7 separate regions of the Mus musculus genome follow, and regions 1, 2, 3, 4, 5 and 6 are each linked to region 7. The links are chromatin contacts, called in public HiCAR-type and HiChIP or PLAC-seq maps. All regions are on one chromosome and are shown on one strand. The core of a region is the stretch at or near the end of the contact, and the rest is flanking DNA. Distances in the headings are between cores, read along the strand shown.

Region 1 (2,700 bases), core at 2-2,501, 1.9 Mb before region 7:
AAGTCATCAGTTCATGATATCAATTATTTAGTAATGGGATTACAATGAGTTAAGATGAATTTTAACACGCAATGCAATGCCATTTGGACAGCTGTTTTCATTCTTACTCTCACTTGAATAAGTCTTGTGGACAATAAGACTCATTCGTATACTGTAGTGGTTTTACTAGGTTTGGCCCCCATAAAGTCACATGTTTGAATGTTTGGCCCATAGAGAGTGACACAATTAGGAGGTGTGTCTTGTTAGAATCGGTGTGGCCTGGTAGGAGGAAGTGTGCAGCTGTGGGGGCGGGCTTTGAGGCCTTACGCTCAAGATTCACTCAATGTGGAGGAGGGGAGTTTTTTTCCTGGCTGCCTTCAGATCAAGATGTAGAACTCTCATCTCCTTCTCTAGTACCATGTCTGCCTGGCTGCTGCCATCATGATAATAATGGACTGAACCTCTGAAACTGTAAGCCTGCCCCAATTAGTTATCCTTTATATAAAAAGGTTGCCTCAGTCACGGTGTGTCTTTACAGCAATAATACTCAAACTAAGACATACACATAAAATAAATCAATGTAAGACAAACAACTTTAAAGCATTTTCTTTTGAAGAATAGTTCAGTCTGCATCCTTCGGGTGTGGCAAACTTGTAAAGTATTTGGAATTATTACATAAATCAGGTACCGAGCTAAATACTGAGATTTCATGCGAAACATTCATGGAAACACCACTGTGCCTCCTAAGTACATCACAGGGGAGAAAGTTAACTGACCACAGGCATCACTTCTGCCAAGACCTAAATATCTGGACTCTTCAGAATTTCTATTGAAAAGTCTGGTGAGTAAATAATTTAAATGCTCTAATGCAGCTCTTGAGATCTAAAGTCCCTACTTGCCCATTAAAAACAACAAAGCAGCAAATCGATGGGATTTGGGAAGAATGTGAAGGGGCCAGCTGAGGATAGGAGACTCATCTTGAGGTCTCTAAGTAGATGAACCAATGACCTGAAAGGGCTGAGATAAGAATCTCCAGCTGCAGCAAATGACAGTGAATTGACTATGATAAAAATCCAATGACAAAGTTCCTGCTCTCCAGCCCTGGTGCCTATGCTCAAAGGATGTAACCACTAATTGCTAATGACACTTGCATGGTGTCTGTATCCAAGGATCTCCAAACATTTCATAAACATCAGCATGACTTCATCTCCCTTCCTGAATTAGACGTAGACTTCTGATGCATCACTTTTCACTGCAATTAAGAGACTTGAAGTAGAAGTCTAAATGTATTCATTGGTATCCAGAGTTGTTGCTAGTTTTTGCTTAGGTCTTTGTATGTAAATAGCAAATCTATCTTCTTGTTTTCAACCAACAATGTTTTGACTCTAATTTCAATGTTAATGAGCTCTGTTTTTTGTTTAAATATTCAAATTATTTTAGGAAATGTATGATCAGCAGCAGCACAAAAATAAATAAACAAAACAAACAAAAAGCAAAAGGAACCAAACCTAAGCTCTTTCTCCCTCAGTGGGATGAAACTCTAACTCAACGTCTCTGTGCTCCTTCACAGACCAGTTTGCATCTGCTTACAACACGGACAGACTGAAGAATGAGATAGCTCTGTTTGTGAAGAACTAGTGGCGTTCGGTACAACTGCATGTATTCAAACACATCAGTTTAGATTTGGCAGTAGAGGAGTGACTCTAGGAACAAACTAGTAGACAAAGAGGAATTTTATAGATTTTTGTTGTTGTTTATAACAACAAAACAGAGAAATATCAGCAATGGGAAGCTGCTCCAAGTCAAGCAACTGACAACTTTTGGTTCTCTGTATCTTTTTGTTCAGATGAGGTTCAATGTGTTTTTATTTTTCACATATAAAACCATTGGCATGGTACCAGACGGAGTTATAACTATCTTCTGCAACGTGTTCTGCAAGAAGTTGGAGGGTTGATTGATTTTACTTGAATCTGGAGCAAATTACCCTCATATCCTCCCTTGGGTGTTTCTAAGCACTTGCTTGTGTAATTGAAATTCCCTGCATCTTAATAGGTGAAGTTAATTTTTATATTCTGACAGTGATTTCACCATTGCTTGATTAGGAGAGTGGTTTCAACATTCCTCGGAGATATTTTTGTTTTTCATCTCAAAGGCATTTGTTCTGACTGCCACAGCAAAACAGAAAAAGTGAATGTAGACAGAGGAACCTCCCAAGGGGTTCTTAGAGCTTCATGTTTGAAGTTTAGGGCCCATGACCACAAAGCCTTCTCTAGTTCACAAAGCATTCTAGCTCTCAGTTTGTTCACGAATGAGATGTCCACAGTGATTCAGAGGCCCTGGAACTCGGATCTTAAGCCACGCCCTTCGGTTAGTTGAATGAATACAGTTACTGTGTCATTCCTGCTTGATCTACGTGTCTATTGCTCAACCTTCTTGGTTTGCTATTGGATATTCGCACTGTTGGAAACCATTGATCCCCTTCCAGATTTCAAGGAGCTGCCATCTGTACCCTCTGCATCAAATATTTATTAGGACTACAGACATCAGTAGATCCAGGCTCTGTTGAAATAAATAGTCCTTTTTATTTGTAGAGTTGAAAGGATCAAGCAAGAAGCTCACAGCCCCTACAGCTAGGCAGATTTTCCACTTGAAGTCCTTGATTTGGGATGATTGTGTTCATTAATAGTGATGAACACTTCTTAAGACTTCTTTCTCAGAACA
Region 2 (2,700 bases), core at 20-2,519, 1.8 Mb before region 7:
AACCGCAATCCAGTTTTACTCATTTCTAATCTATCATAGATGCCCTTTCTATAATCTGGAGTTTCTTTTTACCCCACTGCTGTCTTGAATTTCCTTAGCCTCTCTATATTGTTCAGCACCAAAAAAAGCATTTTTCTAAACTTATATTGCTCTATATTCTAGTTGCCAAATGCTGTAAAAAGCCCTGCTGTTTTAACTTTTCTCTTGCGTATGCTATTTAGCACCTGTGTAAACCTATGCAGCTGTGCTCAGCTATGTATAAATGTTTGCTTCTGCCATATTTATTATGTGGCTCTGTGTCCAGCCAATCACTCTATTAAATCATAAGCTTCCCAGGGCTAAAGATCATACTTTCTACTTTTGCAACAAGTCCCTATTTCCTTCTGAGAACAGATTTCCAGAAGGCTGAGATGTAAACACACAGTGTTACTTTAATAAGATGTCAGGGACATGTTCTCAAACATTGTGTTCTTCTTCAGGGCATTATTCAAAAAAAAAAAAAAAACCAACCAATTTTAGTGATAACAAGCATCTTATAGAAATATTCAAATTGGGGGCATTCAGTTGGTGACTTTTCATATTAAAATATTAGAACAGGTCTATTATTTCTCCTTAGAGAAGTAAACTTACCTCCAGAGAGATAAGTGTTATGATTCTCCCATTTTGCATTCAGGGAAGTTAGGAAAGATTTGAGAAGGACCCACCCAGAAAGGTTTGCAGCTGGCTCAACACTACCCTGTATTAGCTCTGGTGTCTTCCACTAAATGAAGGGGTTTTCCAGATGAGCTATAAAGATATTCTGATACCGCTCTTCCTGCTCTCTCTCACACACACAACATTCCCTCCTGCTTATCTTCAAAGAAAAGGAAGTTCTATTACTATCTAGAATTTGCTTAGTGGAGATAAATAAAGTGAACTGCAAGGGTCTTGGATGGTTTGTAAGAAGCGGGAGTTGGGGCAAGGGGTGGGGGGAGTGAGGGAGAGAATGAAGAAAATATCTCCTTGGTGTTTGCCTTCATTGCTCCTGTTCTCCAAAGAGCCGACAAAGCATTCCCTCTCTGATAGTGAAGTCTCCAGCTGGTGTTTCCATTTCAGAGGGTTGCATTGCGGTTCTAGAGCATGGACAGCACTTTGTTTTTGCTTTCTTGTAGCTTTCCGCTTTCTCTCCTCGGCGGCTGTATTCTTTTAGATTGAGTCACAGGCAAGCATCTTCCAGGCTTGGTGAGTGGGCCCTCGCAGCCCTGCTGAGAAGGCCGGCTCTCAGCAAGCTGCAGGCAGCTGGTGGGGCTCTGCTCTTTGGCAGCCTCTCAAGTCTGCCTGCTCCTTCTGGAGCACACAGTCTCTGGTTGCACGTAAAACATGCTCTCACAATTAAAAGCTTCAACTTGGTCCTTCCAACTGTGAGACTCTGGGAGTCTCTCAGCGCTGAGTTGAAGAGGATCCAAGACCTTCCCAACAGAGTCAGGATTACGCTGCAGTTAATCTTGTAGAGCATTCTTACATTTGTTCTGCTTTACCACAGGGGTACTGAGATCTTTCAAGTCACAGGAACAGCTCTGTGCTGTAATGTGCTGGGGGAGCTGGGAGGGCCCTGGGGATAACTCAGTTTGGGACTTCTTAAATATCCGAGTTCTAGAAAGGAAGGGCTGTGTTGCAGACTCAGTTTGTAATTCTGTGTTCTTAAAAATGGCCTCCCTGCAGGACTAGGTACATCTCTCCCCCTGAGGCAGCACAAGGCAGCCTAGTTAAGGGAACGGGTTCCATAGGCAGACAACAAATTCACAGACAACCCCTGCTCCAGTTGTTTGGGGACCTGCATCAAGACCAAGCTGTACATCTTTACACATGTTTGGCTGACCTAGGTCAAGCCTGTGCTTGCTCTTTGGTTGGTGGTTCAGTGTCTGAGAGCCCCCAGGTGTCCAGGTTAGTTGACTCTGTTGGTCTTTCTGTGAGGCTCCTGTCCTCTTCCTTCCCTCAATTCTTCCTTTAATTCTTCCACAAGACTCAATCCATCCACCTACTCTTCCATAAGACATCCAAGTTCCATCTAATGTTTGGCTGTAACCCTCTGCATCTCTTCCCATTGGCTGCTGGGTGGAGCCTCTCAGGGGACCGTTACACTAGGCTCCTGTCTGTAAGCATAAGTGAATATCATAAATAGTGTCAGGGTGCGTGGCTTCCCCTTCTCAGAGGAGAAGTGGTGGGGGTGGGGATGGGGGTGGGGGGTGGGAGGACCTGTGTGAGTGGAAAGAGAAGTGGTACTGACATTGGTATGTAAAATGAATAAATGATTTAAAAATGACCTCCCAAATTGCCTTCAGGATGCTTAAAACCTTGTTCTGTCCTTGGCCAAGAGACTTTCTGAGCAGTAGCTCCATCTATGGTATAGATTCTATATCATGTTTGACTGGCACATTTCTATTTATAAGAAACTAAAACCTCTTGATGTTAAATTTTTGAAAGAGTGTACGTAATGAAAGCTTTTATTTGAATCTGTATACAGGAAGCAGTTTTTCTTGAAGTCATTAGTATTCAGTGCTAACAGCTCAGCAGTAAGATCTGCTATTAGGGTGTTTTAAGTTGGGCATTTAAGGTTAAATAACTCACTCTGGGCTGTGGGTATTAAGAGACAAGGGCTGGATTTGAACCCAGACAGCCAGATTCTCTCTCTTCTGCCTTTAGCTATTCTGCAATGCTGCT
Region 3 (2,700 bases), core at 100-2,599, 2.0 Mb before region 7:
GGTGTATGTGCATATATGTATGTAGTGCATGTACCTATGTGTGAAGTAAGATTCATGTGTTAAGAGTCCTTCATTATCTCTCTCTGCCTTATGTTTTGGATGCAGGCTCTCTCCTCAAACCCCAAGCACACTATTTTGTTTGCAGCCACAATATTGACCTATTGATGCCCAGGGATCCTCCTGTCTCTGCTGCCCTCAGTGTCAGAGCTACATGCACGCTGTGGGTAGTACTAAGCTTTTATGTGGGTACTGGGATCTGAACTCCAGGCCTCCCTCTAGCTTCAGCATCAAGCGCTTTAATGTTCAGCCATTTCCCCACCTTCTTAACATAGAATTTTAAGAGAGAATGTTTCCAAGATCAAATGAAGGCTTGACACAGTGGTATTGTGTGTATCCTAGGGAGAAAGGTTGGAAGAAAAGGGCAAGCCCAAAGGATCAATAAGAAACTAGGTTGGAGGAAAAGGAGAAGCTGTTCCATGGAACGGTACTTGCAGAAAAAGGAGGAGCAATATTTGCTAGACATAGAATCCCCAAGTCCTTGTGGGAAGGTCTGGAACTTCAGGCTCAGGTGCTACAGGGAGCCCAGAGGCAAGGGCAAAGAGGCAATGGGTGAGTGCTTTGTTTAATTTAACCCTGTGTGCCCTGGGAACCTGTGAAATAGCTGAAGCTGTACCATGATGTCTAGGAAGGAAGCAATGTGGAGAAATAGTACTGATATGCGACAGTTTTCACGGGAATAACATGAGGTGCAATGGTGGCCTTTACTAGAGTCCCTTTCCGAATCAAAGCCAGAACAGAGGCAGAGGACCGGGGGGATACTGGCGTGAGTGCCTGTGTGAAACACAAGAGGGGCTTTGCTTCTTGAGGGTCTTAACTATGCCTTTGGCTCTCAAGTTACCAGTGCTGGTAATGCTGGTTTCTAACTGTTCCATTGCTCTGAAGAGACACCACAACCAAAGCGACTCTTGTAAAAGAAAGCATTTAATTGAGGCCTGTTTACAGTTTCAGAGGTTTAGTCCGGTATGATAATGGTGGGAAGAATGGTGGCATGCAGGCCGGCATGGTGCTGGAGAAGTAGCAGAGAGCTTTATATCCTGATCCTTATGCCGCAGGAAGAAAGACAGACTGGGCCTGACACAGGCTTTAGAAAACTCAGAGACACCTGCCCCCAACACACACACACACACACACACACACACACACACACACACACACACACACAGTGGCTTACTTCCTCTAACAAGGCCACACCTCCTAATCCTTTGCAAATAATGCCTGGTGACTAAGCTTTCAAATATTTGAGCCTACGGAGGCCATTCTCATTCAAACCAGCACAGCTGGCGTCTGAAAACATCAGCATAGAAAGAAGAGGCACACTTGGTTACTACAGCTTTGAGAGCACACAGGGTAAGATGCTTGACTTTATATGTAGATTTTTCTCTTTTTAAATTATTGACTACCTTTATATGATAGTGTAAAAAAAAAAATCTAGTTAGGAGATTACTTTCTCACACAATTCCAGATGAGAAGCTTAAATATCTCCATCTTATAACCCCCTCTCTAGCTTTCACTTTCAACTTTCCAAACTAGAGAAATACATAAAAACAGTATTCAGCATTAAGGCAATGGTTGCTATTCTAGGGGTATAAAGTAATTGCAGGCGGCCCACAGGTGCCTTCTCACTCTCCTGAATGAGATGACATTTTGGCAGCTGTTTACAGAACTGTAGCTGGAAACCTCTCTTAGGGAATGCTATTCTATGAGAGCAACATAACCTATGGTCTGCAGCTGTTTTCACCATTCAGACTAAGTCAGGGCAGGGGAAACACACACTCTTTCCTATTGTGTAAGGGGAGATATTGTCAGTGAACTTTCAATACTCAACGTTCTCGGGTCCTATGGCACTACCATTCATAAGTGAATTTTCTCTGTAGTGTTTGTGTGTGTGTGTGTAGAGGATATTTAAAGGGGAAGGATGAGAAGTGGGGAGAGAGAGAGAAGGAGAGAGAGAAAGCACAGCACTATGGAACCGCACATCTGTTGAGCATACTTTTATGTATTATTGATCTTGAATGAAGAGTTAAAGTTTTGGTACATTATTTTTGTTTTTTTTTTTTTTTAGTGTTGGGATCAAGTTTACTTCTTTGCTGCTCTTTCCTATTAAGGACAATGGCATATAAAACCCTTTGAGTTATTAGGTGAGTTACGAAAATACAAGGCTCACTTCTTAATATAACAACAGTGATAAGGGCTTACTGGGTTTTTCTGGATTCAGAAGTGTGTACATTCTCAGAAGCGCTTACCTGGAACACCTCCAACAAACACAGGCTCCCTGTGATCAACTGGCTTTGGATTCAACGGCCCAACTACATGGTTCACTTCTGAGTCTACATCCAACTGAACCACGTTTGAATCTCTAATAACTGAAAAGCATGACAAAGACTGGTTATATGTGATACCAGGGTAATTTTTACATGAAATAAGTTATCACAACACCAACACATTCCAGAATAAAAATCCCCATACTCTTCTATCATTGAATACAGCAATAATGTCGAAGCATAATTACTGAGTAATTATAGCGACATTTTCCTTAGACAAGGGGACAATCAGATTCCATGCTACTTGTTTGTTGTTGTTGTTTTGTTTGTTTTTGCTCCAAAAGTTTTATGACATATTTTGGCATTATTTTGGTAGTAT
Region 4 (2,700 bases), core at 154-2,653, 1.8 Mb before region 7:
TTAGGTGACTTCATTTTCCTCCTCCTTCGCATCCCCCACAGCCTGGACATGCTACTGTAATCCAGGCGCAGAGGCTCTTAAATCACTTACTGTGGACCCATCCTTCTCCTCCAATGTCTACAGTTCAGCCATTTCTCAACTGAAAAGTCTCTTGATATATAAAAACAGTAGCTCACTGAATAAACCTTAGACCAGTAGTATATCCTGATCAGCTTTACTTTGGGAGTGGAGCTTGACTTAATCTTGCTTCTGGATTAGAATGGTCTGCTTTTGTTTAAGGTATCTGCCCTGAAATTTTCTAACAGCTTCCTTCACAGACAACCCCCACCCCCAGCACCCCAGCCTTGCAGAAGACCTTTTGTTTAGTTTGAGACAGGATAGGTCTTTTTAGTGATATTGCTCTCATTGTTCAAACAGCAAAGAGGAGCAGGGAGACAGAGAGGGGGCACTTACAGTAAGTGCCAAGGTTTGACAAAATGGCTATTGGAACACACCAAAAGACCACCACTGCATACTGCATACATTTCTCATGTAGTCTAACAGACCCACGCAGACATGAAGGGTACTCTCACTGGAAGCCTCAACTTTCAACTGACGTCCAAGTCAAACTTTCAAAACAGAGCCCTTTATTTCAACTGAGGAGACCTAGCCCAGATGAAAGCCTAGGTTATCAAACAGATGGGGAGAGAGAAAGAGGATTGTGGCCCAGCCCATAGACACGGTAGACACAGGTGTGGAGCGGGTTGGCAAAGGCAGGGGGTACTGTACCTCAGCAGCAGGCGGCAGGCGTCCCAGTGTCACGCCTGAGTCGCTAGTCTCCGATGGGTCTTGCCTGCCGACCACTGCGCTCCCCTCGATGTCAAAAGGAAACGCATTGCCGTCCCCTGACGCTGCGTTGGAGCAGACAGCACACCAGAGGAGCCACAGGGCCAGGACTGAGCACCAAGCTGTGCTCCAACCCATCTCTCTGCAGATATTCAACAGGGCCCTTCCTGGAGTGAAGGACCTGGAGGTCTTGGTGGGTACCCCCTAAGAGATGCAGTGATGCCTGGTGTTTTGTCTTCTCTGGACCTGCGGTATTTAGATCCAGGAGCCCAAGTTGCAACTTTGTTGTATTAAAGAAGAGGGAGTGAGAGTCAGCGTGGTCTCTTCTCTCTCTCCTGCTTGTCTTTCGCTTCCATCCACCTCTCTCACTTTGTCTCCGGTCTCCCGCCGCTCCTGAGACTTGGGTTCTGGGACTTACAGATGGATGGAGCTAGCGCCCTGTGAACATCAAAAGGCAGGGGAGCAGACTGGCATGAGCGAGGCGAGCGCTCCTGGCCACCTCCTCTCCCTGGCGGCTGGGACTGAGGTCGGCGCGGCTCTGGCTTCCTTCCCACACTCATTCTCACCACTCCCTTTCCACCTTCCCCTTCCAGGCCCTCCCACTTCAAGTTGGCTTTCAGACCCCGAGGTCAGGCCTTTCCTAGACGCCGCCTCCCCCTCCCCCTCCCCCTCGCAGTTTGGAGTCTCTCCAAGGACTCGAAATGAATATTCAGCGTTCCTGATTGCTTCCCCACATCCCTTATTTACGCAGCCAAGGCGCCGGATGTCTGATCTATATTTATATAGATTTGTATGTGGCCCCCACTAGTGTACAGGAAAGTGGGTGGAAAAAGGATTCCAGGGGCGGGAGGGAACCTGAGGTAGATGACCTCAGGAGCCAGAGGCATGGTGTCCATTTCTGGATGCGTTCTCCTCTCCTTTTCTAGGGATAGCCTGTGGCTCTTCACTGGCCACTCCTCTTCCTCTGTGGAGTCCTCACCCAGAGGGCTGGAGAGAATATCTTTCACTACAGTACTAGAAAATGACTTCATTATTGAAATGCATGAACTTTTATTTACAAAGAACATCTTGTTTTCCCTAAAGAGGTGCTTTGTGAAGGACCCAGAACAAGGCATGCAGTGTATGAGCCTGTCGAATATGCGACCCACAGCTCATAGTAGCCCGACCTCTTCCTCTTGGCCTGCAATCTCATGCCTACAACATTTGTCTGAATCATGCAACCTTTCCAAGGCTTCCATAGAACTCAGGCTGCAGTTACGCTGGGCTGCCCTTGAGCTGACTAGTATCCACTGCCAGTGATAGGTGCCTTTATTTCCATGGGCTTCAGGTCAGAGCTTTAGGTATCTCTGGAGGGAAGGCCCCAAAGTGCTTAAAAATGATCAGATGAGCAAGATAGCCATATAATGACACTCAGGCCAGTTTTAAGGTATTGGGAATTATAATTACACAGTAAGGCAACTCTGTGAACATTATCATGAGCCCCATTTCACCGAATGGGCTGTTGGCTCTAAAGCTATACACATAAGCAACTGTTTATTCTCTACCATGTGCCAGCCACTTTCCACACATTTGTAAACACCACAGCATTCTCGCATAGTAGGGCTTTTATTTCCTTGCTGTGGAAGAAGAATGAGCGATTCCCCAGGGCCACCCAGCTGATAGAAAGCTGAATTGAAGCTTAAATATGAGCCTTCTTGGCCTGAAGCTCTGATTCAAGTTTGTAACACCAAAACTGATAAGATAAAGCCTGAGCTGGGACATAGAGATAGTGGGGGTGGGGGTGGGGGGTAGGTGGTCTCTTTCACTTTTGGAGTGCTTTCTATGCACCAACAGTTTGCATGAGTTATTTTATTTAATTTCATGCCGATAGCTAAG
Region 5 (2,700 bases), core at 16-2,515, 1.9 Mb before region 7:
TGATCATTTTGCTCATATTTTTTCTGAATAATATATACATTATATGTTATATACATATTAAAGTCATATATGTAGACACACACATACATATAACATGATTTTTCTATTTGCCTTCTGTGGTGAATATTTTTAAGACTGGGCCATTTGACTTCAAGGTTTGTCCTACATCTGATGTGAGCTGAAGATTTTAGAACCAAGGGGGCATTGAAGCTTAGAGGGATTAGGTAACTTGCCTAAACACTGGCATGTAACAGTTCTTTCATGCCCTCATTCCTATTCCATATGATCAGAGGAGAAGCTGAATGGGTCCCTTGTTCTCTGGGAGCTCTGGGAGGAAGTGCTTTATCTTCCTGGCATAATGAAATTGTATGTCTGTGGTTCATCATGATCTATGTGGTTGGCCAGATAAGATGGGTGACAAACACTGGCGTCACATAAATCACACCAGGGTGAGGAGTTGTATTTTATGTGGACACCAGCTTGAAGGTCGCTGGCAGCTATTTTAGAGATGGTTGGGAATGAGAAATGATGTACTATCGATGCAATGCAGTGTTCTTGAATTTTGAAAGAAGGGACATAAATGGGGATAGATGGTTTTAATGCTCCAAACATTACTGTGAGTGTTACAGGGACATCAACATTGCTAACCCCTCCAAACCCCAAGTATCAAAGCTTTAAACATTCACTTTTCATACAAAGTCTAAAATACGATTTATTGAAATAAACTAAATGTAAACCTTAAATAAATCAAACACACCATCCCCCACTCCCACCTTCACCCCAGGTTCTGGTGGGGCAAAGCTGAATTAGTTGGCATTTTGATGTAAATTCTGTTCAGTCTCAGGCTGTTTTGTTTTAGCTATGTCTGGGACAGATTAGCACTGTATATATACAGTGACACTTGTGCCTTTGTCTTTGGAGACTATTCATACATTATTTTAAAGAAATGAAAACTGATAAAAATTAGTTTCCTTCTTCCCTTTCCTTGGTATTTTTTTCCTCTGTCTTTTCCCATGACCAAAGGACAAGTAAGATGGTTCAGACTCTTTTCAAAGGAAACACCTAATGACCAAGGCCTGGTTTGCTAAATAGCAAAGGTGAATACTTCCTCTGTCTGGCTTAGAAGGCTCTTGACTTTATCTGCTGCCTAATGGGGCATTTATTTCTCAATTGGATAAATACGAGGGCATATTTCTAGGTTCTGTCTCACTGACTGAACAGATCAATAGACCAATGCTTTAGGAAAGGAATACGTTATCAGTAAATGCAAACACATGAGCTTGGAGGAAGGCAGCAGGAAGTCTGAAATGCACGCCACTTGCTTTTCCTGTGCTTTACAGGCATCCAAGGAAGCGAAGCAAAGATCAATTTTGGCTTTATATGTTCCTTAGCCTAGAATATGCTCCTGGCTCCTCAGTGCAAAGATATGAATCTCTCACTGTGAGTCTCTTTACTGTCACTGTGCCCTGAGATGCATTTGGTATTGACACCTAACTCCTGATATGTAGCAAAAAAAAAAAAAAAAAAAAAAAAAAACCCATGGAAACAAATAGCAGATCTTCGCTGACTCTAACCCGAGGAATGTCTCTTTATCCTAGAACAAATGCAGTCTCTTTCTGTTGGGAAATTGAAGACAGATTTCCTGCACTGTTAAAACACTCTTCAAGATGCAGCCTGCACTTAGTGGAAATCAGAGCTCAGAAGAGTGGAATCTTCAGCAGGACGGGTAGATCCTGCCACAATGCTTTAGGACACGGAATCACTCACAGGCCTTTGTCCCTTTGCTTTTGGGTTGCAAACCTGAGCTACTAACTTCTCTGCTGGTCAGTAAGGAAGAGCATCACAAACAGCCAGAAATTATTTGGACTGGTTTGCTCTAATTCTCCTCACCCCCACCCCTGCCTCCCATATTTTTGATACAGGGTTTCATAGCATGACCCAAAACTAGCCTGAAACTGGCTATGTGGACCAGGTTCATCTTCAACTCACAGATATCCACCTTCCTCTATCTCCCAAGTCCTGAGATCAGAGGTATGTACAGCCACACCCGACATGGTTTATTCATATACCAGAGACATATTTGAGGGCTTCAAATAATTGGAAAAAATGTGACTCCTACTAAACTCTTTCAGTTTAAAGACACCACATTTCCTCTGGTAGAAAAGGAGTGTGGCATTAAATGTAGTGGAATGCCTTGAAAGAGTGATTGTGTATATTTATTCTTGAACACTGAGAGATACATAGGAACAGGCGTTTAGAAATCTTAACGTGCAAAGTCACCATGAAGACTGTACGGAAGCTAAAACCTGTAGCCATTTGAACAATATGCTCCTGCACACAGCAATCCCTGACAATACCTGTTATTCAATTGTCAACCACACATGGATGTTTCCTTGACATGAAGTTAAACAAAAGGGAAGATACTTACCTTGGATTTTGTCCCTCATGTTGTGGGCTTGCTCGACAAGATGGGTTGCTTGGTCAATTGTATCCATGCTTTCCTTCTCAACCAGCATACCCTTTCTTGAGGCTTGACTTCCCTACAAATTATACAAATAAACATTAGATTTATGTTATATACTCACCTATGAGGATGGGTGAATATAATGTACTTGTGATGGTTGGTTTATGCTTGGCTCACTATTAGAAGGTGTGGCCCTGTTGGAGTAGGTGTGTCACTGTGTATGTGGGCTTTAAGAC
Region 6 (2,700 bases), core at 179-2,678, 2.0 Mb before region 7:
TTTCAAAACCTGGCCCCCGCTAGACTCATACCATAGTGGGCAGGCACCCTCAGTGAAAACGTCAGGTTTTCAAAGTTACTGGGAGTCCCTTTAAAGGTTCTTTTTGGCTTCTTACGGAAGTCTATCAAGGAAGCGCGCTGTTCTGCAGAATGGTATGAAAATGGGCTATGAGAATACGCTTTGATCAGAACAGCAGACACCGTCCTAGCTGGCAACTGTTTCCTTATCCTCTAAGATTCTGCTGACAGGGAAAGGAGGCGTCCTACCAAGCGGAGACAGACTCACCCACTTACCTGGTATCCACATTCCTGAAGAAGCTGCTTATAGCGTCGTCATAAATTCCTTTCTAGAAACAAAACAAACTATAGCATTTACGTTTATTTTCTCTAAAACCCTTTTAGCTGTAGCAACTCTACAACGCTGAAGGGGCTCTAAGAAAAAGAAACCTAGGTCGACTCTTCCAATTACATCTAAAGGTAAAATGCCAAGAGAACCCCTGACTAAGTTTAACAGTGATGAAAAAAGCACACCCTGTAGGATTATACAGCTGGTACTCCAAGTGGGAATTTCTTGGGATTCTTGGTCGTTTGATGTATTTACCTACTTTATAGTGCTTTCATCTATAGCATCTACTGTCTTTCAAAACAACAACAACAACAACAACAACAGGAGGAGGAGGAGGAGGAGGAGGAGGAGGAGGAGGAGGAGGAGGAGGAGGAGGAGACTGCTAAAGATCAGGGAAACTTAAGACCAAACTCCTGACAAGTGCCTTCTGCCTGTGACTTACAGCAACACGTTTAAAAAGAAACTAGCCACGACCGGTATGAGAAGATCCTATGCAATTTATGGTACTGATTAAAAAGCCCAAGTAATCTGGGCATGATAGTGGTAGTCCTGGGGATGCAGAGACAGATGGATCGCTGCAAATTCCAGAACATGATCTACACAGCAAGTCCCAGGTCAGCCAGGGCCCCGTAGCAGGATCCAAAGCACCCCTCCCCAAACCTCATGTGAACTCTGGCAGGCCCGGGTGACAGGCAGGAGGGGCGGGTACCTGGTTGACCGCTGCGTGCTCCCTCAGCGCCAGGTCCCAGAAGCAGCAGCCGATCTGGTTCCCGCACTGTCCGACTGCAGCCAGTAGCGAGGAAGAGAGAGAGGTGCATTAGGAAGGCAACCAGGTGACTGGCTCCGCAGCGACCCGGTCCCCGCGGACGGGGGTAGCTCACCCTGTACGACCACCGACTGGGTCATTCCGCCGGGAGGACCAGCAGGAGCACTCCCGCCCAAACTCCCGCCTTAGCTTTCGAGCTCAACGACGCCCTACGAGGGGCGGCCTTAAGTCACGTCGCTGCCGCAAGTAGCCAATGTCGTAATGCCCTTGTTTCTTTACGGCCAGGACTTCTGCGCAAGCACATTTGCGGCTAGCCGTTACCATAGCGACTGGGCCTCCGGCAGGTAAATCCTAGCTGCCCTGTCAACATCCTTGAGCATCTGCAGCTCCGGAGGCCCTGGTAACTGACGGGTAACTAGGTTTCAGAGAGGCATTTAAGATAAGGGACTTTAACTTTGATCACGGGCTTTGAGAGGCTCACAGCCTAAACAGCCAGGACAGTGGGTCCGATTTCTCAGGATGATGCCCGCTAGTGTCGTTATCTAACAGAAAACGAATGTGGAGGAACACAGAGACACCCCAGACAAATAGGCTTATCTGGGAACAAGGGAAGCTAGGTACACTCCGACCAAATACCACAGCTAAGTTCAGAGGCCAAAGCGATGCACTCTTCAAACTTAAGATTTCTGGATAATTCAAAACATCTACACAAATCCAACTTCCAACAGCCGGCAATGCCATTGAAGATACACTCGATGCACTCAAAAGATATGACCTAAAATATTACATGGCGCTGACAAGGAGAGCCATAATATTCAATGAACAAGGGTCTAGGAAAAGAAAAGATGGGTTAAAAGTTAAGGCGTTTGATTTGATGTATGAACAATGTAGACGAGATTTTTTAAAGGCAGGGGTGGGGCACGAAGTTCGAAAGGGGAAAAAAAGGTTATTTTTCAGAAATTGAATTTTTACTGGGCAAATTAAATGAGGCTTTAATTAAGAACTAAATTAAGAATTTAGGCTGGAGAGATGGCCCAGTCAGTAAAATGCTTGTCTCTGAAGCACGGGGACATAAATGCAGACCCCAGCACTTAACAAAAATCTGGGAGCCTGTAACTCTAGGCTTGGAAGGCTGGAGAAGGGAGATCCACAGAGTCTAGCTGAAACTGTGAGTGTCAGATTCAGGGCTCAATAGGAGACAATGTCTTACAAAGTAAGATGAAGGATAACTAAGGAAAACACTTCATGTTTCACATCTTGTTTCCATAAGTGTGCACACACACAAATCCCCTCACTAACTTTAATGCTTTAATGAAGTTAATATTTTCCACAGAAATTCTGAGAAACTACAAAACCTTTAATCTTCATTTAGCAAAAGTTAAATTATACTTGCTATTAATTTGTCATGATATGTAATATGATATATAACATGATAAGAGCCACAATAATTGATTGATTGGTTAGAATACCTTATTCAGCCGCCAGGATACAGCTTAGTTTGTTATTACACAGTTTTGAAAGATGTGAATTTTGACGTTGTAGTGGGGTGTATGTATTGCAGAGGCCTTTCCATGTTTCTCTTTGGGTGT
Region 7 (2,700 bases), core at 160-2,659:
ACGAGCCATTCCCTCGACTGCTTCTCGCCTCCATCGTTCACGTTGCAGTCATTAAATGCAAACGCCGAAAGATGTTTTGGATGTTTTCATGAGCGAGACTAGAGGAATATTTATTAAGTTGCATCCTCTATCCCCTCTCCCTTCCAGATACATTAAATCAACGCCTGGTCTTTCACACACTAAAAGCGTCTGGTACTTCGGTGGCAAGGGCTGTAGCGAACGAGAGAGATATCCTACACACCGCTGTAGAGCTTTGCCTTTAGCCTGGGTTAGACGTGGAGTCTCCAGGGATTTTCTTTCTGTCTCTCAACCTTGCAGGCGATTTCTTCTGAGACTAGGACTCGGTCTTTTAGGATTTCCTCGCTGTTGCCTCTCTTCCAGGAGCACACTTGATGCTGTGCACAGACAAGTTCAAAATGAGAGTCCCTCCGATGTTGGCAGCAGGCTAGGAAAACAACCCGTGTCGACGAGAGTAGCTGCCTCCCAACTGTAAATATGGATTCGTACACTCAAGGCTCGGTCTAGTTTTACCACAGAGGAAAATTAATGATGTCGTTTCTTACAGTGATAACATGCTAGCAAGTTTCGATCTTCTGAAAATGGTCCTCACAATGTTTTGTGGAAAAGTGATCGGTAATTGGAATAGTTGGAGAGACGCGATTTGAGGTGCTCCAAGGACCAATTTCAAAATATTTTATTTCACGCCTCTAGGAGAGAAAGGAACGAGCATGGCTTAGGCTGTTTGCTGTTTTTGCGTTTCCCACATCTGGCCTACAGACCTAATTCCAACTGGAGATCTTGCTAGATGAAATTCGATCTTCGTGGTTTAAATACCTTTCAGTGTGGGACGATTTAACAATTGCAGCAGTTTTTTTAAAAAAAGAAACACCCCCCCCCAAAAAAAAAAATCCTTGCGCACTATCTGTGAAACCCTTATGGAGTGCGGAGGGAAAAAATGCTGCTAGCACACAAATCCTACCCATTGTCTTTAACACTCGTATACACACTTATACACGTAAACACACGGGAAAGATGGGGGAGGGGAGAGAATGGCTAGAGACAGACGCGGATATAGACCGGCAAGAGTCAATGCGAGTCAAGTTAAAGCTTTCTCCGCCCCCATCCATAAGTACCCCCTCCCGCGTTAATTAATTCCAAACAAAGCAAGCCAATCAAGACATGCATTATTATTTTCAGGCCGAGGGAGACGAGAAGCACGTATTTTTTAATTGATTTATTTATTTGGAAGACATTAATTCTTGGTCTGAGGCTGATTTTCAAACCGTTTGCAAAGCGCGGCTCCATTGTTCGCCCGGAGCGCAGGCCCCGCCCCCTGCTTTGTGTGCGGCGCGCGGATTGGCCAGCGCGCGCGGGGGCCGCGTCAGCGCCCGCGAGCCCATTCATCTGTGCACTTGGGCGTTGGACCCCGCATCTTATTAGCAACCAGGGAGATTTCTCCATTTTCCTCTTGTCTACAGTGCGGCTACAAATCTGGGATTTTTTTTTATTACTTCTTTTTTTAAAAAAACTACACTTGGGCTCCTTTTTTGTGCTCGACTTTTCCACCTTTTTCCCTCCTTCCTGCGCTGCTGCTTTTTTGATCTCTTCGACTAAAAATTTTTTATCCGGAGTATTTAATCGGGTCTCTTCTGTCCTCCTCGCCACCCCCACCCCCTCCCTCCGGTGTGTGTGCCGCCGCCGCTGTTGCTGCTGCTGCTGCTCGCCCCGTCGTTACACCAACCGAAGGCTCTTTGTTTCCTCTCTTGGATCTGTTGAGTTTCTTTGTTGAAGAAGCCAGCATGGGTGCCCAGTTCTCCAAGACCGCAGCGAAGGGAGAAGCCACCGCCGAGAGGCCCGGGGAGGCGGCTGTGGCCTCGTCGCCTTCCAAAGCAAATGGGCAGGTAAATTCTACCTGTGGTTCTTGGCATTTCTTGGGTGTCTTTCTCTAATCTGGACGCCTCGTCTTCCCTCTGGTCGCGCCCGAGATGCATTCGAGGGAGGGGAGCCTAGCCAGATTCTAGTCTGAAAGTTGAATGGGTAATGATAGCCTAAATTGTCAATTTTTCATAGGAAGGGTACCCTCCACCCCCACCCCAAAGGAGTGGTTCCTAAGGATCCTGGCCAATTCTTGAGTAGACCGGAGGAAGAGTGATAAATCGTCTAAAATGGCGTGGTTTGGAGATTGGCTGAACGTGACTAGTTAGATGCACCCCCCCCCCAACGCCCCTCCAGGTTGCATTTGTATTTGGGGCCACAGTGGTGTTTGGGTGGCTCACGTATTTATTGTCGAGATTGGGTCGTCTTTGAGATTTCTGGTGTGGTTGTGTGTGTGCGCGCGCGTGTGTATGTGTGTGTAGGAAGGGGGGAGCCAACGCGGATGGCGGTGGAGAAAGGCAAGCTGAGAAGGCTTGTCTTATTGTATCCAGAGGCAGTATGCCTCGGGTTCTTGGAAAGGTGGCTGGTTAGAGCCGGACAGGCAGCTTTTCCAAGTGCCTTTGCGATGGCCCTTCCCCTCCCCCTTTGGTAGCTGTGTAATTACACACCCATATGACTTTTCAAATGGTATCCTGGTGTGGTGGGAATTCTCAGTGGGTTTTTGAAGACCCTTTCCTGCCTGCCAAGAAGGGAGCAGTTCTGGTGTTTTGGTCTGGACTGTTCGTGTGAGTGGCACCTTGGCCACCCTCGAGGATTGCCTCAGTG

Evidence for each region. HiCAR-type assays count read pairs that join an accessible place to other places. HiChIP or PLAC-seq counts read pairs in DNA pulled down with a chosen protein or histone mark.
Region 1: an H3K27ac HiChIP or PLAC-seq map of SST interneurons shows a contact between it and region 7, with 24 times the contacts expected there. The contact joins the enhancer-like site here to the promoter of Marcks in region 7. A contact is called at or near these places in 5 of 39 promoter capture datasets (3T3-L1-derived adipocytes, the SN4741 cell line, cranial neural crest and 2 more), 1 of 484 Hi-C or Micro-C datasets (embryonic fibroblasts), 9 of 115 datasets of contacts at active chromatin or transcription factors (SST interneurons, cardiomyocytes, craniofacial prominence and 6 more) and 1 of 9 other capture datasets (adipose tissue).
Region 2: a HiCAR-type map of astrocytes shows a contact between it and region 7, with 10 times the contacts expected there. The contact joins the enhancer-like site here to the promoter of Marcks in region 7. A contact is called at or near these places in 4 of 39 promoter capture datasets (cranial neural crest, hippocampal neurons and liver), 1 of 15 datasets of contacts at CTCF or cohesin (large pre-B cells), 1 of 484 Hi-C or Micro-C datasets (embryonic fibroblasts) and 5 of 115 datasets of contacts at active chromatin or transcription factors (the NIH/3T3 cell line, astrocytes, craniofacial prominence and 2 more).
Region 3: a contact with region 7 is called in an H3K27ac HiChIP or PLAC-seq map of epiblast stem cells, with 11 times the contacts expected there. The contact joins the enhancer-like site here to the promoter of Marcks in region 7. A contact is called at or near these places in 13 of 39 promoter capture datasets (the 3T3-L1 cell line, the SN4741 cell line, cranial neural crest and 7 more), 3 of 484 Hi-C or Micro-C datasets (cortical neurons, embryonic fibroblasts and embryonic stem cells) and 13 of 115 datasets of contacts at active chromatin or transcription factors (the NIH/3T3 cell line, differentiating embryonic stem cells, embryonic forebrain and 6 more).
Region 4: a HiCAR-type map of astrocytes shows a contact between it and region 7, with 8 times the contacts expected there. The contact joins the promoter of Lama4 here to the promoter of Marcks in region 7. A contact is called at or near these places in 7 of 39 promoter capture datasets (cranial neural crest, embryonic stem cells, frontonasal cranial neural crest and 4 more), 1 of 15 datasets of contacts at CTCF or cohesin (large pre-B cells), 3 of 484 Hi-C or Micro-C datasets (cardiomyocytes, embryonic fibroblasts and uterus) and 7 of 115 datasets of contacts at active chromatin or transcription factors (the NIH/3T3 cell line, astrocytes, embryonic limb bud and 4 more).
Region 5: an H3K4me3 HiChIP or PLAC-seq map of neural tube shows a contact between it and region 7, with 25 times the contacts expected there. The contact joins the enhancer-like site here to the promoter of Marcks in region 7. A contact is called at or near these places in 11 of 39 promoter capture datasets (the 3T3-L1 cell line, the C10 cell line, the SN4741 cell line and 7 more), 1 of 15 datasets of contacts at CTCF or cohesin (large pre-B cells), 10 of 484 Hi-C or Micro-C datasets (B cells, CD4 T cells, adipose-derived mesenchymal stem cells and 6 more), 19 of 115 datasets of contacts at active chromatin or transcription factors (the NIH/3T3 cell line, the SCID.adh cell line, T-cell acute lymphoblastic leukemia and 16 more) and 1 of 9 other capture datasets (adipose tissue).
Region 6: a HiCAR-type map of astrocytes shows a contact between it and region 7, with 12 times the contacts expected there. The contact joins the promoter of Fam229b here to the promoter of Marcks in region 7. A contact is called at or near these places in 6 of 39 promoter capture datasets (the C10 cell line, cranial neural crest, embryonic stem cells and 2 more), 1 of 484 Hi-C or Micro-C datasets (B cells) and 8 of 115 datasets of contacts at active chromatin or transcription factors (astrocytes, bone marrow-derived dendritic cells, differentiating embryonic stem cells and 5 more).

What each region holds. Positions count from the first base shown.
Region 1 is chr10:38,994,487-38,997,186 of GRCm38.p6, reverse strand. The region is part of intron 1 of Lama4 (laminin, alpha 4); the gene reads right to left. Among named protein-coding and RNA genes, the nearest start is that of Lama4, 30 kb to the right of the region's middle. Within about 2 kb of position 1,251, at least 51 of the 459 cell types and tissues checked have an H3K27ac peak or open chromatin away from gene starts, as enhancers often do. A contact at or near this core is called in 3T3-L1-derived adipocytes, the SN4741 cell line, SST interneurons and 3 more, where this site is marked.
Region 2 is chr10:38,907,055-38,909,754 of GRCm38.p6, reverse strand. No RefSeq gene overlaps it. Among named protein-coding and RNA genes, the nearest start is that of Lama4, 57 kb to the left of the region's middle. Within about 2 kb of position 1,269, at least 106 of the 459 cell types and tissues checked have an H3K27ac peak or open chromatin away from gene starts, as enhancers often do. A contact at or near this core is called in astrocytes, where this site is marked.
Region 3 is chr10:39,105,685-39,108,384 of GRCm38.p6, reverse strand. It overlaps Lama4 (laminin, alpha 4), which reads right to left. Exons shown (of 38, transcript NM_010681.4): 37 at 2,304-2,423. Among named protein-coding and RNA genes, the nearest start is that of Fam229b, 27 kb to the left of the region's middle. Within about 2 kb of position 1,349, at least 12 of the 459 cell types and tissues checked have an H3K27ac peak or open chromatin away from gene starts, as enhancers often do. A contact at or near this core is called in differentiating embryonic stem cells, epiblast stem cells and stem cell-derived epiblast-like cells, where this site is marked.
Region 4 is chr10:38,964,218-38,966,917 of GRCm38.p6, reverse strand. Lama4 (laminin, alpha 4) reads right to left here and starts at 1,403. Exons shown (of 38, transcript NM_010681.4): 1 at 769-1,403. The coding sequence starts at 963.
Region 5 is chr10:39,042,421-39,045,120 of GRCm38.p6, reverse strand. Lama4 (laminin, alpha 4) reads right to left here. Exons shown (of 38, transcript NM_010681.4): 9 at 2,429-2,540. Among named protein-coding and RNA genes, the nearest start is that of Lama4, 78 kb to the right of the region's middle. Within about 2 kb of position 1,265, at least 18 of the 459 cell types and tissues checked have an H3K27ac peak or open chromatin away from gene starts, as enhancers often do. A contact at or near this core is called in neural progenitor cells, neural tube and oligodendrocyte precursor cells, where this site is marked.
Region 6 is chr10:39,132,634-39,135,333 of GRCm38.p6, reverse strand. It overlaps Fam229b (family with sequence similarity 229, member B), which reads left to right and starts at 1,428. Exons shown (of 5, transcript NM_183254.2): 1 at 1,428-1,511. Tube1 (tubulin, epsilon 1) reads right to left here and starts at 1,311. Exons shown (of 12, transcript NM_028006.2): 1 at 1,227-1,311; 2 at 1,055-1,128; 3 at 294-346. The coding sequence starts at 1,251.
Region 7 is chr10:37,137,635-37,140,334 of GRCm38.p6, reverse strand. Marcks (myristoylated alanine rich protein kinase C substrate) reads left to right here and starts at 1,409. Exons shown (of 2, transcript NM_008538.2): 1 at 1,409-1,901. The coding sequence starts at 1,800. It overlaps 5930403N24Rik (RIKEN cDNA 5930403N24 gene), which reads right to left and starts at 803. Exons shown (of 3, transcript NR_166104.1): 1 at 1-803.